Linked DNA regions of Ovis aries: region 2 is linked to region 1. Evidence: chromatin contacts called from public Hi-C data. All regions are on one chromosome and are shown on one strand. The core of a region is the stretch at or near the end of the contact, and the rest is flanking DNA. Distances in the headings are between cores, read along the strand shown. Region 1 holds the start of BMI1 (BMI1 proto-oncogene, polycomb ring finger). Region 2 holds the start of PIP4K2A (phosphatidylinositol-5-phosphate 4-kinase type 2 alpha).

Evidence for each region. A called contact is a pair of places that touch in the nucleus more often than the background predicts.
Region 2: a contact with region 1 is called in a Hi-C map of tail adipose tissue, with 5 times the contacts expected there. The contact joins the promoter of PIP4K2A here to the promoter of BMI1 in region 1. A contact is called at or near these places in 2 of 16 Hi-C or Micro-C datasets (skin fibroblasts and tail adipose tissue).

Annotation. Positions count from the first base shown.
Region 1 is chr13:22,842,922-22,846,565 of ARS-UI_Ramb_v3.0, reverse strand. BMI1 (BMI1 proto-oncogene, polycomb ring finger) reads right to left here and starts at 1,945. Exons shown (of 10, transcript XM_027976604.2): 1 at 1,834-1,945. COMMD3 (COMM domain containing 3) reads right to left here. Exons shown (of 8, transcript XM_004014219.6): 8 at 3,305-3,644. The coding sequence ends at 3,616.
Region 2 is chr13:23,210,734-23,214,377 of ARS-UI_Ramb_v3.0, reverse strand. PIP4K2A (phosphatidylinositol-5-phosphate 4-kinase type 2 alpha) reads left to right here and starts at 2,013. Exons shown (of 9, transcript XM_060397330.1): 1 at 2,013-2,413. The coding sequence starts at 2,273.

The DNA.
Region 1 (3,644 bases), core at 696-3,195:
TTCACCTTTTAGGGGCACTGAATGCACATCCAAAAACTTAATGGTAGAGCATTAATGGGCTTAAGTACAACTAAATGCTCAATTTTCTTACAGAAGCGTGTGTGTATGTGTATACAAACACACACACGCATACACAGCGGCTTAATGGCTTTAAAGATACTGTTACTAGGTGTAAGCTTATACAGGGAGGTTATTTCAAACCTGCACTTTGGTGCAGATGTATGGAAATTAACTTAATTATTTAAAAATTTATAAATTTGCTCATAAAATCAACCTCAAAGGAATCTACTTAAAAAAAACTCAAATGTTAATATAGTCTTAAGTTAGCATATGCTGTTAACAATTGGCATCCTTAAGCTTCTAGACTATAGTGTGGCTTATGTTTCCAGAACATGGGGGTTAAGGTTTCTATAAAACATAAGTTGAAGTACACATAACATTCTAGGCATCACCAACCTGCATTTGTATTTGAATAAATATGCCCAGGATTTTGCCTACTTTCTGGGAAGGGATTAATACACGCTTCTATTTCAGATACTGAACCGTGACCACTAAGCCCACTAAATCCTTTTATTGCAATTGGGAATGATCAAAGTCTCTATACCTGTTTACTTCCAATTATTAACTGTAAATCTCTAGGAAAATGATCGTGCTACATGGCTGTCAAACCCAAAAGACTGCATAAACATATGCCATCAACTTTTTAGTGCTCCTTTCTCCAAAGCATCTCTTCACCACATGACCTATGCTGACATTTAGTAAAACCTATAAAACGTTGTAGACTTAAGTCATGGTTCTAAGTGCATCCCATACTAGAGGTGGAAAAAAGAGAAAAAAAAAAACCAACACAAAACTGTAGTCTCTGAGACGGGGGGAAAAAGAAAAAGGAAAAAGAGGAAACCTCTTGCAAGACTAACGTCCACTCACCATCATTACTCCAAAAAAAGCTCCAAATTTGAAATGCCCACTTCCCATTGAGCACCTCCCAAGTAATATTTGCAGAACTTATCCGAAACTCTCAACAAATAACACCTAGAAAACTTTACCATTTTAAACACAAACGCAGGAGACCTTGGAAACAACTGGGAACCGCCATCTTACAAGCCATCTAAATTCACCCAAGTGTCCCTCCAACTTAAGTTAATAACATTTTTGTTCGGGCTCCTTTCAGCCTAACATCCACCTTGGCGGGATCGCGGCCCCCCAAGCAACCCGTCCCTATAAAATGGGGGCGTTCTCTGGCTGTTTAAACCCCTCCAAAGCCCTTTCTTCGGGAGAGGAGGGAAGCCACTTGACCCAAGCAGCTCCCGATTTCAGGCACCCGTCCCCGTTTCATCAAAATCTACCTCTCAACAAAGGGCGCCGTGGCCGGGAGAGCCGCAGAGGCTGCAAATAGAAGTATTCTTCTCGGGGGCCATGTGCGTCGCGAGGGTGTAGAGGGGCGCTCGGGGGAGAAAGGAACTAAAACGTGGGGCCGCGCGCGGCGCGTCCGGGCTGGAGCGGGCGGCGGCTGGAGCGGCGCCGAGGCCGGCTGGCGGCGGCGGCGCGGCGCGGGCTGCGGGTCGGTCCCGGCGCCGCGGGAGTCGGCGGGCGGCGGCGGGCGCGCGCTCGCGGGCGCGGGCGGCGCGCGGGGCCGGGCGGCGCGCGGGGCCGGCGGGCGGCGGCGGGCGGCGGAGCGGGGTTCGGCGCCCACGCTGTCAGCGCCCTCCCGGCCGGCGCGGGCGAGGCGCGGTGGGGGGGGGCCGTTCCCCGTCCACCCGCGGCCGGCCTGAGTCCCGCGCGGCCCCCGCCGCCCCCAGGCCCCGTCCCGGAGGCGCCTCGCCTCCTACGTACCCGGAAAAAGCAGCCGGCGAGAGGCGATCGAAGCGGGCGGAAAAGACAATGAAAGTTAAAAGTCGTTCAGCAGAAAATGAATGTGAGCCAAGCGGCCATCTTGAAGCGAGCTGCAGACGCCGCTGTCAATGGGCAACGAGCGCAGCCGAGAGGAGCGGCGGCCGCCGCGCTCGGCTCATGCTGCCTCCCGAGCCCGGCCTCCTCCTCCTCCTCCTCCGCCTCGGCCTCCTCCTCCTCCGCGGCCTCCTCCTCCTCCTCCTTGGCCTCCAACGCCTCCTCCTCCTGGGCCTCCTCCTCCTCCTCGGCCGCCGCCGCCGCCTCCTCCCGCTCCGCACTCGGGGGAGGGAGCGCGCGGAGGGGGCGCGATCAGTATTATTCTGCGGGGCTAGGAGGTGTTTCTAATCCGGATCGGGGCTCCCTCGCCAACATCCCCATTGTCTCGCCCCGATCTCTGCCTTTAATACTACGATTATTATTTCATAGTTGCCGTTGTGGGGGAGGAGGGCGGGTGGGGGGCGCCGTGTGTGTGCGTGCGGAGAGGCGGGGGGAGGGGAGGAAGGCTGAGGACGGGGGAGGGGAGGGTGGAAAAAAAAAATGCACCGCTGAAGGCAGAGTGGAAACTGACACCGGCTCCAAAATGGCTCAGAGTCCGCCCGCCCCCTCCCCCCGCCGCCCCCCCACCGGGTCACGTGCTCCCCTCATTCCTTAAGGGCGGCCTGGGAATTAGTGTCGGTGTAGTCGGGCCCGCGGCCGCCCCCTCCCCTCGGAGTAGCGCGACCCGGCCCCCTCCTCCTCCTCGCTCGGCGCGGCGGCGGCGCTGGCGCGGCTGCGGAGACATTTCTCCACAGCGCCACACGCGCCACCCTGCTCTCGGCGCGGGCATCGCTCCGGCCCCGCACGCAGCTCAGCCCACCCCAACCCCCGTTATTTCTTTCTTTCCGTGGTCCGTCTCCGCCCGCGGCACACATGTCCGCGAGGAGACCGCCGGCCGACAGCCCCCGCTCGGCCCCACGGGCTGCGGCCCAGACTCCGGCGCCGCGTCGCGGAACCTGCGCCCGAGTTGGGCTCGCGGAAACAACAGCGCCCGCCCCAGTCTTCCCGCGGCCGCGCCGGCCCCCTTTCCCGCCCGCCAGTGGCCGAGGCGGGGCGCGCGCGGGCAGCCGCTCGCTCCGGGCAGGGGCTCTGCGCGGGGCCGGCCCTGCAGGGCCTCGGGAGCCCCGCGGGCGAGGGTCGGGCAGCGGGCGAGCCTTCGGGCGCAGTTAACGGAACGGACGGGCTCCCGCCGCTGGGCGACCGCGCCCGCTCCCCACGTCCCGAAGCTGGGGTCTTCAAGCAACCCCGGAGATCGCATCCTTTTCAGTGTGTTTAACTTTAATCCTGAGGAGAGGAGATCGTTAAAAGTTAACGCCAATCGTGTCTATGTCTTCAAAGTAATAATTAACAAACTCAAATCCAGAAACTCTCACCACTCTTTTTGTGGGAACAACTTAATTTATTCAGAATGTAATACTGTCTACTTCCTTTTGGAAGACGTGGAAAAGATCAAATGGGATCAAATGTACGGATAATACTAAAAATTCAAATACTTAGGCAGAAATTCCCTCTTAACCCTTCCACAGGTATAAAAAAATAAAGTGTCAAAACTTATGAGGGACAGAAATCCAAAAGAAAAAAATCTCTTCTGAAAAGGAAGACATCCAACTCGCAGAAATGATAGTTCAGCGGACGGCAAGACGTTCCTGGTCTTCCACTAGATCCGGGCAGATCGTTAACTTTCCCAAGTTACAACTGACTTGCTCTTTCCAGGCTTT
Region 2 (3,644 bases), core at 764-3,263, 370 kb before region 1:
AGTGCTGTATTAACAAAGAGTGCTTTCCACTGTCTCAGCAGCGCAGAGAGATAAACTGTTTTGCCCAGCTGGTGGGAGAACTGGGCAGCACTACCTCTTCTCACTGCAAATTTAAGATTTGTTTGTTTGTTTGTTTAACCACTAAAAGAGATGAGGGTTGAGGCTGAGGAAGCAGATTACATTTTGGACAGTAGTATGAAACAAGAAAGAATAGAAGGACTTTAGAGCAACCTTTATGTTGAAGGAACAATCAAAGAAAAAAGGAGCAAATGAAGGTGACCATGTGACCTGTCACTTGCTACCCCATGAGGCTCATCAAGCTCCTTAAGGGATGGGATCTGTCATCCTTTCTTTCCCTGAAAGCAGGTTACGAGAGTGCATGGTGGAAACCGCTATGCTTGAGAGGAGTAATAATGACAGCAGACATAGAATGATTCTCCAAGTGGGCTGAGTAGGGCAAGTGCCTAGAACAGTATGATAACTGGGGAAGATGTAGGGATAGCAGGTTTTTAGACATGCTTGGAATGGCAGCTTCCTGAGGTAGTCACTAAGAAGGGTTAAATTTAGGTATATGTGGATGAAGACAATGAAAAGATTTCTTGGAAGGTGGTGGTGTTCAATCCCTCAGTTGTGTCCAACTCTTGGCGACCCCATGGACTACAGCAAGCCAGTCTTCCCTGTCCTTCACCATCTCCCTGAGCTTGCTCAAACTCATGTCCATTGAGTCAGTGATGCCATCTCATCCTCTGTGGCCCCCTTCTCCTCCTGCCTCCGTCTTTCCCAGCATCAGGGTCTTTACTAATAGGTTGGCTCTTCGCATCAGGTGGCCAAAGTGTTGGAACTTCAGCATCAGTCCTTCTAATGAATATTCAGGATTGATTTCCTTTAGGATTGACTGATTTGATCTCCTTATAGTCCAAGGGACTCTCAAGGGTCTTCTCCAATACCACAGTTCAAAAGCATCAATTCTTCCACACAAAGCCTTCTTTATGGTCCAACTCTACATCCATACATGACTACTAGAAAAACCATAGCTTTGGCTAGACAGACCTTTTTCAGAAAAGTAATGTCTCTGCTTTTTAACATGCTGTATAGGTTGGTCCTAGCCTTTCTTCCAAGGAGCAAGTGTCTTTTAATTTCATGGCTGCAGTCACCAACTGCAGTGATTTTGGAGCCCAAGAAAGTCAAGTCCGTCACTGTTTCCATTGTTTCCCCACCGATTTGCCATGAAGTGGTGGGGCCGGATGCCATGATCTTAGTTTTTTGAATGAGTGGAATGGATAAAAGGAAGGGGTACAGGAAACACTGCAAAGGATTTGAGCTAGAAGGTGAAATTCAGGGTGTGATTCTCCTGGTCAAACCCAAGGCTCTGGATGAGGAATGCTGGGTCCTGTCTAAGGGAGGGTGTTGGCGGTGGTGGTAATGACAGCGCAGCAGCTTCGACGGGAGTCTCACTTCTGCAGGCTTGTGGGAAGGCTCAAGTTCGGGGTCCAAAAGGCCGGATGGGTAGAGGCACAGAAGGATTAATAAGGTCACTGCAGGACCACTTCGGGAGGCGGCCAACGCTGTGCTCTTTCCCTCGGTGCTAGGGAAGCCCTGGTCTCCACAGCGTCCCAAGGTCTCACTAGCTCTCCCCATTCCTGGCACGGGTAAGCGGCGCTGCGCGGAGCCTCCTTTCTTCGCCTGACCGCCGCCTCTGGGGGGCCCCTGTCCTCTGACCTCCCCACCCTTCGCTCTTTTCTCCAGGACGCCGCGCGGGAGTTCTCACCCTCCCCGCGTCGCACGCCCACCCGGCGGCCTCCTCGGCCCGCGGGGAGCTACCTCCCGGAGCTCGCCTGCGCCCCCGGGGCTGCTGGGCCGCGGCTGCCGAGACGGAGCGCGAGGGCGCAGCTTAACGGTCCCGCGGCCGCGCCCCGCCTGGCGGCGCCGCAGCTGCTGCCCGCGCGCCCTCCCGCCCCCTGCGTCATGACGCCGGCGCCCAACGCGGAAGCCGCTCGCGGCGCGCCTGGTCCAGCCGCGGGCTGAGCGCGGAGCCGCGGGCGGGCGGGCGCGGGAGCCGAGCCGGGGCGCGAGCCGAGCGCAGCCTTCTTCGCCAGCCCGGCCAAGCGGGCACCGCGGGCTGCGCGGGACGAGCGCACCGGCGGGCGTACGGGGACACGGCGCGCCGGGGCCGCCGCCGAGGGGGATGCGGCTGCCTCCCCGGGCCGGCGTGTAGAGAGGGCGGGTCCCCGGCCTCGGGAGCGCGGCGGTGGAGGGGACAGAGGCGGCGGCCATGGCGACCCCCAACCTGGGGTCCTCCGTCCTGGCGAGCAAGACCAAGACCAAGAAGAAGCACTTCGTCGCGCAGAAAGTGAAGCTCTTTCGGGCCAGCGATCCGCTGCTCAGCGTCCTGATGTGGGGGGTAAACCACTCGGTAAGGACTCGGGCTGCGGCGCGCAGTCCCTTTCCTCCTCCTCTTCCTCCTCGCTCCCCTCCTCCTCTCGCTGCAGCTGCTGCGGGGCGGGGAGCCCGAGCCCGGCCCCGGCCCTCCGGCTGCTAGCCCTCCGGGGCTGCCCGTTCGCCGCGGCGCTCGGGTGCCCCCAGCCCCGCGCGCTTCGCGTCCGCCCCTCGGGGCCGCCCGGGCGCGCCTCCGGGATCCCCTTGGGACCGTAGGGCCGGATGCGGGACGGGAGGGTCCAATTTGCATTTGAACCCTGCGGCGAGTACCGGTATCAGCCCCAGGCCGTCCGTCCGCTCTCCGGCCGATCTGTCCCCGCAGCCCGGTAACTGGGAAGTTTGTGCGGGGCACGACTCCGCCGGGGCTGTCACCCCTGCTGGCGGGGGCTGTTGGGGCCAGAGTGCCGGCGATCCCTTCCTCTGCGGGGGCGGCCCGGTCCTCCTCCGTCGGGCAGGTGTACCTGTCCGAGGTTGGGAGTGTCTGGAGCCTTCCCGCACGAGGGACAGGGGCGAGAATACTGGAGATCGCGGAGCTTTGGGCAGAGGCTTAGTGCTTAGATCCTTCCCCGCCCCTCCTCCCCTTTAAAGGCTATATTCTTGGACACAAGGAATCTTTCTGGCAAAGAAAAAGGCAATATAAATATGGCACTGGCGTTTAGCATCTTTCCCTACTCCCCTCCCGTCTCGCCCTGCCGCTGAGCCTGCTGAAGAGCTGCTTGGCGGGGCGTCTTGCTCCGCACATCTCCTCCCCCACTTTGGGGAGCCAGGCCGAAGTCGCCGCCTGCGGAAGGGCGGCCTGGGGATGACCGCAGGAGGGAGGGTCTCGGCGGGTGCGGTGGAAGGCGATGCTGAGTTGACTGCACCCGTTTGGGGGATTTATTTCAAAAGCTGGAGGAGACGGCCTGCGAAGGTTGGCTTGGAAAGGTTAGCCTAATACACAAGCCAAGGTGCTGAAGATGCGCGGCTGCGGGCTATGCGGACTGCGGTCTGAGGGTCCGAAATAGCCTCCGGCTGATCTTAACAGCGAGAAACTCTTGCAGTTTTAATCACCTTAGGATCAGGAAACCCGATAGGAGCTGTTGGCTGAGCCGTGAAAGTTTCAATGAGCCTGTGAATTTTGCCCATGACCTACCCACTGCAGTCAATCGGCGTCTGGGGATAAGTGTATATAAGCTTGTCTTCCGTACTTTAGATTTCGATGGATGTCT